Linked DNA regions of Mus musculus: region 2 is linked to region 1. The links are chromatin contacts, called in public HiChIP or PLAC-seq maps. All regions are on one chromosome and are shown on one strand. Each heading gives the region's core, a stretch centred on a gene start, on an enhancer-like site or on the middle of the called end of the contact. The rest is flanking DNA. Distances are from core to core; before and after follow the strand shown.

What was found. HiChIP or PLAC-seq counts read pairs in DNA pulled down with a chosen protein or histone mark.
Region 2: an H3K27ac HiChIP or PLAC-seq map of neural progenitor cells shows a contact between it and region 1, with 2.3 times the contacts expected there. The contact joins two enhancer-like sites. A contact is called at or near these places in 5 of 484 Hi-C or Micro-C datasets (embryonic stem cells, forebrain, liver and 1 more), 2 of 115 datasets of contacts at active chromatin or transcription factors (embryonic stem cells and neural progenitor cells) and 2 of 9 other capture datasets (adipose tissue and embryonic stem cells).

The regions. Positions count from the first base shown.
Region 1 is chr5:81,518,134-81,521,327 of GRCm38.p6, forward strand. All of the region lies in intron 9 of Adgrl3 (adhesion G protein-coupled receptor L3), which reads left to right. Among named protein-coding and RNA genes, the nearest start is that of Adgrl3, 500 kb to the left of the region's middle. Within about 2 kb of position 1,753, at least 73 of the 459 cell types and tissues checked have an H3K27ac peak or open chromatin away from gene starts, as enhancers often do. A contact at or near this core is called in neural progenitor cells, where this site is marked.
Region 2 is chr5:81,638,523-81,641,716 of GRCm38.p6, forward strand. The region is part of intron 10 of Adgrl3 (adhesion G protein-coupled receptor L3); the gene reads left to right. Among named protein-coding and RNA genes, the nearest start is that of 1700031L13Rik, 480 kb to the right of the region's middle. Within about 2 kb of position 1,754, at least 21 of the 459 cell types and tissues checked have an H3K27ac peak or open chromatin away from gene starts, as enhancers often do. A contact at or near this core is called in neural progenitor cells, where this site is marked.

The DNA.
Region 1 (3,194 bases), core at 503-3,002:
CCTGTTTAAAAAAAAAAAAAAAAAAAAAAAAAACACTTATAAGCAGCCACTGTAGAGTTTAAAGTAGGTGTGAATGTCCAGAGAGCCAGATCTAGAACTATTCCATCTACCCAGAGTAGCAGATCTGTGACTATTAAATCTAGAATTTTCTTCACAATCTATTTTTAATGGTGTCAACATCCTATCAGATCAAACCAATGTGTGGTGTACATCCATCATTACCTTACATATCTATATTTCTACCTTGTACATTAGCCATCTTCAAGAACACTTGATTATTTCATGGATGACTTGAGTGATGCTCATATGGGAATCATATTTCTTAAACTATGACATGTCCTACCAGACTTGAGTTTTGTCTTTGGTCTTGGGTCTTAGGTCGCTGACTTTTGGTCACTGTTCTTTTTCTCTCTCTCTTTCTCTCTTTCCCTCTCCTCTCCTCCTTTCCCCTCTGTCTCTGCTGTTTTTCTTCCCAACCCATTTCGTGCTAAAATCAATATTTATTAATGAAATGGAGTGAGGAGTAAGATATTTGCTTTGCCTCAAACAGCTTCCTCCTAAACTATCCAAATAAAAATGTAGGGCAACCCTTGTCAAATTTACAATAGTTTCCCACAGAAGTAAAGTCAAGTTTGTTATAGGAATAGGCAGAGAATCCTGTCTTCAAATTTTCGTAAACTTAATATGGCTACAATATACAAGTCTACTTGTGGAACATGCGTGACAAAGGCATGGGACAATATGTGCTGTGGAAAGAATGCTGAAGACAGATGCTGCGGGCCAGATCACCCTCCCCCCTCCTCTCCTCCCCCTTCTCTTCTTCCTCCTCCTTCCCAAATACAATCTGCATTTTCTCAGAGACCCATTTAGATTATGCAAATGAAGAGCTCCTCTACTTGCTTGAAGGGAGCAGGATCTAAACAACAGCACACAGCCTGTGCACAACAGTTGAACAATGCAGATTAGGTGAACCTCCTGTCCTTATAATATGCTAATTAGTGCATTCCTGTCTCCTGCAGAAGTTCTGGCTATGTAGTGATGAATAAGAACTTTAAGCACACATGACACCTCGTTAAAATGTAATTTTCACATCATATATTTGAGCCCTTTACCTTGACAGCTGAGCAATTGTGAATGCTGGCCAGAGAATCCTGAACATTTTGAAAACGCCACTTGTTTGTTAGTTTGCTGAATCTGCTTGTTGAATGGCTAACTTATAGGTGGTGCTCCTGAGATGGGGAAACAGTGGGAAAGGACTGATATCTTAAGTCAGGCTGCTCATGGGATGGCAGGTTACAGTCACTACTGGGCTCCACTTGAGATCCCTTGCTGTTTCCAAAGTTTGGTTTGCCTCCATCTTTGTAGCTGAGTGAAATTTGCAAAACAGAAACAACCGTTTCACCACTTGTTGCTAATCTTGGTCCCAGCTGGAGTTTTTGTTCCTCAGCTGTTTCGCTGTGTGGGAGAGCTCCCTCCCATTCTTCCCGTGCTTCTTCTTTGCTTGTGGGGACAGCTGCTGCTGATTGACACTGCTGATGCTGCTGTTTCCAGGAAGCACAGGGAGAACTTAACAAAATCTCCCAACTCCAAGTCAAACGAATTAATTTTCTCCCACATTTTTTTTTAACCTCTCCTGTATTTTTCTCTCATCTTACTAAGGGTTAAGATTTCCAGAATGACATCATCTACTCTTCAGCCTCTGAATATAAAAACTACAGTCCTGTTCAAAGCAAAACCGACCCTCCTTTTGTACAGCTGAGCCCAGTGTTTCTTAAGAATCTGACATCCGAATGACCTTCCTAGTAGATGTGCTAGTGATAGAAAAAGGGGTCATAGATACAGGGTTTCTTTCTTTTTTTTTCCCTACAAAGCGATGCCGCTAATAAATGAATACCTATTAGAAGATAATCAAAATTATTTCTGCACTTAACATTCAGGGGCATATGAAGATGATGTCTTTGTGAATGAGGATTCTCACGCTCTCCAGCTGTCTTGAGAGGCTGTTGCACTGCTCGTTAGCATGTCCACCAGAGGGCAGACAGGTGGAACTGAAATAATTCTGCAGCTCCTTAGGAGCCCTCCTGGAATGTTTGGCAACAGTAGCAAGAATGTTATTATTGAATATGGGGGTGGGGAGGCTGCTTCAGTTGGACTCCTATCCTTCAGTCCATACTAGGACAGAGAAAAGAGATTCAGCTGAAATTATATTAGCTGCTAAAATAGCTACGTGTTTAATGTCTGATTTTAAACCTTTGAAGTAGTGGCCAAGTACCATAGATAACAGCTCACAAGCATGGGTTTTAAGTACAAATCTACTTCTTTCTCAGTAGAAGTCTATTCCACAAGAAATCAAAAGGCTCCAATAATTTTGATAAATGATGTAACTCAAGATACATAAATGATAGATTAAAAATCTATATTAATGTCTGTTTGTATAGGCTGTGGCTTGTTATTTTATTAGATCCCTCCGAAAGCAAATGGAGAGCATTTCTGTACATTTGCTTTGGAAGAGCTGGGTGTCTCTTCATGATCTTTATACAACAGTACAGATTCACATATCCTATGAATCTATAACTATTGCTGAAGATACAAATCAAAATTATTTTGTACTTCTTTTTCTGCACAGTGTACTTCATGAGTTAATTTTTTTTTAGCTGTAAAACTCAAGCCTTTAAAAATAATTTTAGGGGCTGGAGAGATTGCCCAATAGGTAAGAGCATTGACTGCTCTTCCACAGGTCCTGAGTTCAATCCCCAGCAACCACATTGTGACTCACAACCATCTGTAATGGGATCTGATGCCCTCTTCTGGTGAGTCTAAAGGGAGTGACATTGTACGCACATTAAAAAAAAAGTCTCTATAAGATAATGATGATGATGATGATGCAGAGAAACATCTTATCCACATGTAAATGTAAGAAAATAGCTGTATTTACAGTCCTTGTCACTCTGGCAAGCTTAGCTTTGTCATGTTGTCCCCATGCTTTAGAATAATGAAGAAGTCATAGGAAGATGCAAGGTGAAAGGAAGGGGTGAAGTCAAAGTGAACAGAGTGAGAAAATCTGTGCCAAACTTAATGTAGAGTGAAGACCAGCAAACTTGTCTAGTGTTTTAGAACACCCACCAACCCAACTGTGCTAGTTTTCGCATACCTTATCCTTAAAATCCTAGAAAGTCAGCAGTCCCCAGAAACTC
Region 2 (3,194 bases), core at 504-3,003, 120 kb after region 1:
GCAGTCATGACCTCACCACAGCTGTGGTCGCTGATGCTGGCTTTGAACAAGATTGGGTCAGTTAACAGTCATTCCTGGATGAAGAGGAAGGGGAAGAGGTTCCTAGGCCTTACCGTCCCTAGCAGATTCTGAGTAACAGGTCACCACTGCCTTTGTGTTCCAAAGAGTATTTATAGATTTGTAGCTAGGCAAACATTTCCTGGTTAAAATTGGTGGATCTGAAAATGAAAGGCCTGTGGGTAAGGGCCCTTTGAGAATGAGGCTTAATAGGTGGGACAGAAAAGTGATCAGGAGGTGAGAGTGAACAGAATGTACTATCAAGGTGCATGGAATTGTCATGGAGCAAATTCAATCAATAAAGGAAATACTGGTCTATTACTTCCAAGTGCTATAAGACTAGAAGTCTCACCGCCCTCTGTCTCATTTATGGACTGTAGGTAACAGAGCACTCTTGGGCATATAATAAATTAGAAAAGTAGGAGAAACACATTCATTGCCCATTTGTATTGGAACACGATTTTAGGCAGCAAGAGAGTTCCCTTATGTAATAGGTCTGAGCCCACAAAAGAATTAGGAATGCCCTCAATAAAGGGGGAGCTCACCGTAAGGCCTGCATCCTCTACTCTCAACTAGAGAAAACCAGCTGCTCGGTCAACGGTCACCTGCTGGCTCTCCATATTCTGTTTGGCTGAGAAGAGGAACTCTACAGTTGTTCCTCTCTTCTTATTTTGAATTCGTAAGCCTGACAAACTTTCCACTCATTCCATGCCTCAGTTTTACTGCTTGAAAGTGAAGATTATGAATGGTAGCTTCTCACAGGCTTTACTTAATGAGGCGGAGCAGTGTCTGAGTTGTATTCATAAGATTGCTTAGATCCTGTGAAGTAGATACGTGGGAGACTCCCATTATGTCTGTGTCATAGGAAAGCCTTTAAAAACAATATGTGAGTAGTTCTTGGATCAAATTAATATCAAAATCCAGTAGATGTTTACTCAGGTATAAATATGTGTCAATGTTCACTGTAAAGCAGCAGCACTGTCCCAGCAGACAGGGAGTGTTTTGATAGATCTTGATTCCAATGCAGGTCCTGTCACTCAGCAACTATACAAAGTTGTCAGAAAACCTATGTGAGTTTTCATAAACATGCAGGATTTAAACTTAGTAGAACAGATTGACGTCTGTCAACTGCCTAATGAAGATGACTATACCCACCTGATGTATATTTGGAACATAATTAAAGCATGGGTAAAATAATCATAAAGATAAGTATGGGTGCCCCCAAATAATAGAAGAATTAATATAGTATAAAACATTTAGTGGTTTTTGGTTTTCTGGGATCTAACATGTAGCAGATAATTTTAAAGAAGAGTCCCTTAAAATCTTATATTTTCACTTATTATCATATATAATAAGGCCATTATGATTTCCTGTTTATTAAAACACTTAATTTTCTCTATTTACAATAAGGATAATATCCTAAGAGAGAACCAGGAGATATAAGTGGATCAAATTACAGAAATAAATATCCCTCTACATGGCTGATATTCTATGGTTTTCCACTCTCAAGAGGCCACGCAGCCAAGTCCTACAAATGAATTCTGATAGGAACTGGATAATTTTTTGATGCGTAATAGCAGTGTTTCACTTTTAAGGCTGTTTCTAATCAAATATGCTGCCACCTACTGCTATCCATGGGGATCAGGGAGAACGTCTTTCTACCCTGAGCATTGCACAAGTAGCCAAAAACCATGCTCAGCATTGGGATGGTTTTAGCTTTCTCGTTTCTTCTATTGGGCCCTTGGGAGGCTTGCTTTAGTAATGGACCTTGGATCCAAATGAACACTTGGCAAGTGCAGAGCACAAAGTGCTTTTGCAGTCACCCGGAGCATTGTCTATTGAAATGAGGGTAGTACAAAAGAAACATTTGTAACAGGAAAACTCCAAAGAAAATAATGCTTTGAAGAGAGGGAAGAAGAAAATGGACAGCTGGGGGAAAAAAAAAGGCTGTAGGTTTTCCCTGAGTAGAGAACAACATGTCTGTAAAGTGAAATTTACATTTAGATCACATGACTTTCTGTTCTGTCTTGAGTATTACATCCTCTAAAAAGCTGTTTATTGCGAATATGATTATTGTATAATCAAGGATAGTAATGCCTTACTAGAATCATTTTATTCCCTCATTATTGTATTAAAAGCTGACATAAGACTGATCATTGTAGAAGCGTAAAGCAGTTCATGATGACAGACTTTCTTTTCTGGTCATGGGATGGTTTCTGGTGCTAGGGATCAAACTTAGGACCTTGCATGTGCTGGAAAAGCATTGGACTGCTGATCAGAACCGAGGGCTCCCATTTGCTTCACACAGACTCTCACTATGCAGTCCTCACTGGCCTATAGTTTGTGATTATCTGGCCACTGCCTCCCAGTACTAGATCTCAGATATGCACATAGCCCAAGGTCCGTTTTCATAGCAAAGTATTATAAACCTGAGACACGCAACAAGAGGAGTTCCTGAATATAGGATAGTGATTTGCTTACTGTTTGATGTCACGTTTCCTCATTTTAAAATTAATAATTTATAATATCAATCACGCTATAATTTTGATCATAACTAAGTGGAATTACAAATATACAAGTATATTATAAAACATTAATCACTATAAAAATTGCCATTGTCACACTTTTCCATATACTCCACAAAACTTGCATTGACGTTCTAAGTTGTAATTGTTTAAGACAGACTGGAGGAAAAAAGTAAAGAAAATAAATCAAATGTTTGACTTTTTTTTTAAACTATAAAGCATTAGTATAGACAGTACTTAGGAGAATTGAAAGGTTTTTTTGATGATGATGATGATGGGAAGAGGTAGGGAAAAAGGCTATAAAGACACACTCAATGTTGACAGAGTAATAAAGATAACTAAGCAAAATACTTAAAGAGAATAAAGTACTAAATGTAAGTAGTCACTCAAATTTATTTTTCCACACACACAGCACACAGGTGCTTAGCACAGCATTTGATTAAACTTGCTGTCTTCAGCTGATGTGGCATAGCAGCACCCACTGAGACAGTCACAACATCCTTGCCTCATGGAAGATCAAGACTCTCTCAGCATGTGATGCTAGCTGGAACCCCAACAAGCAAGAGCTTTTCTGGGGATTCAGATATTTCTTTTGTCAGTATCTATCACTGA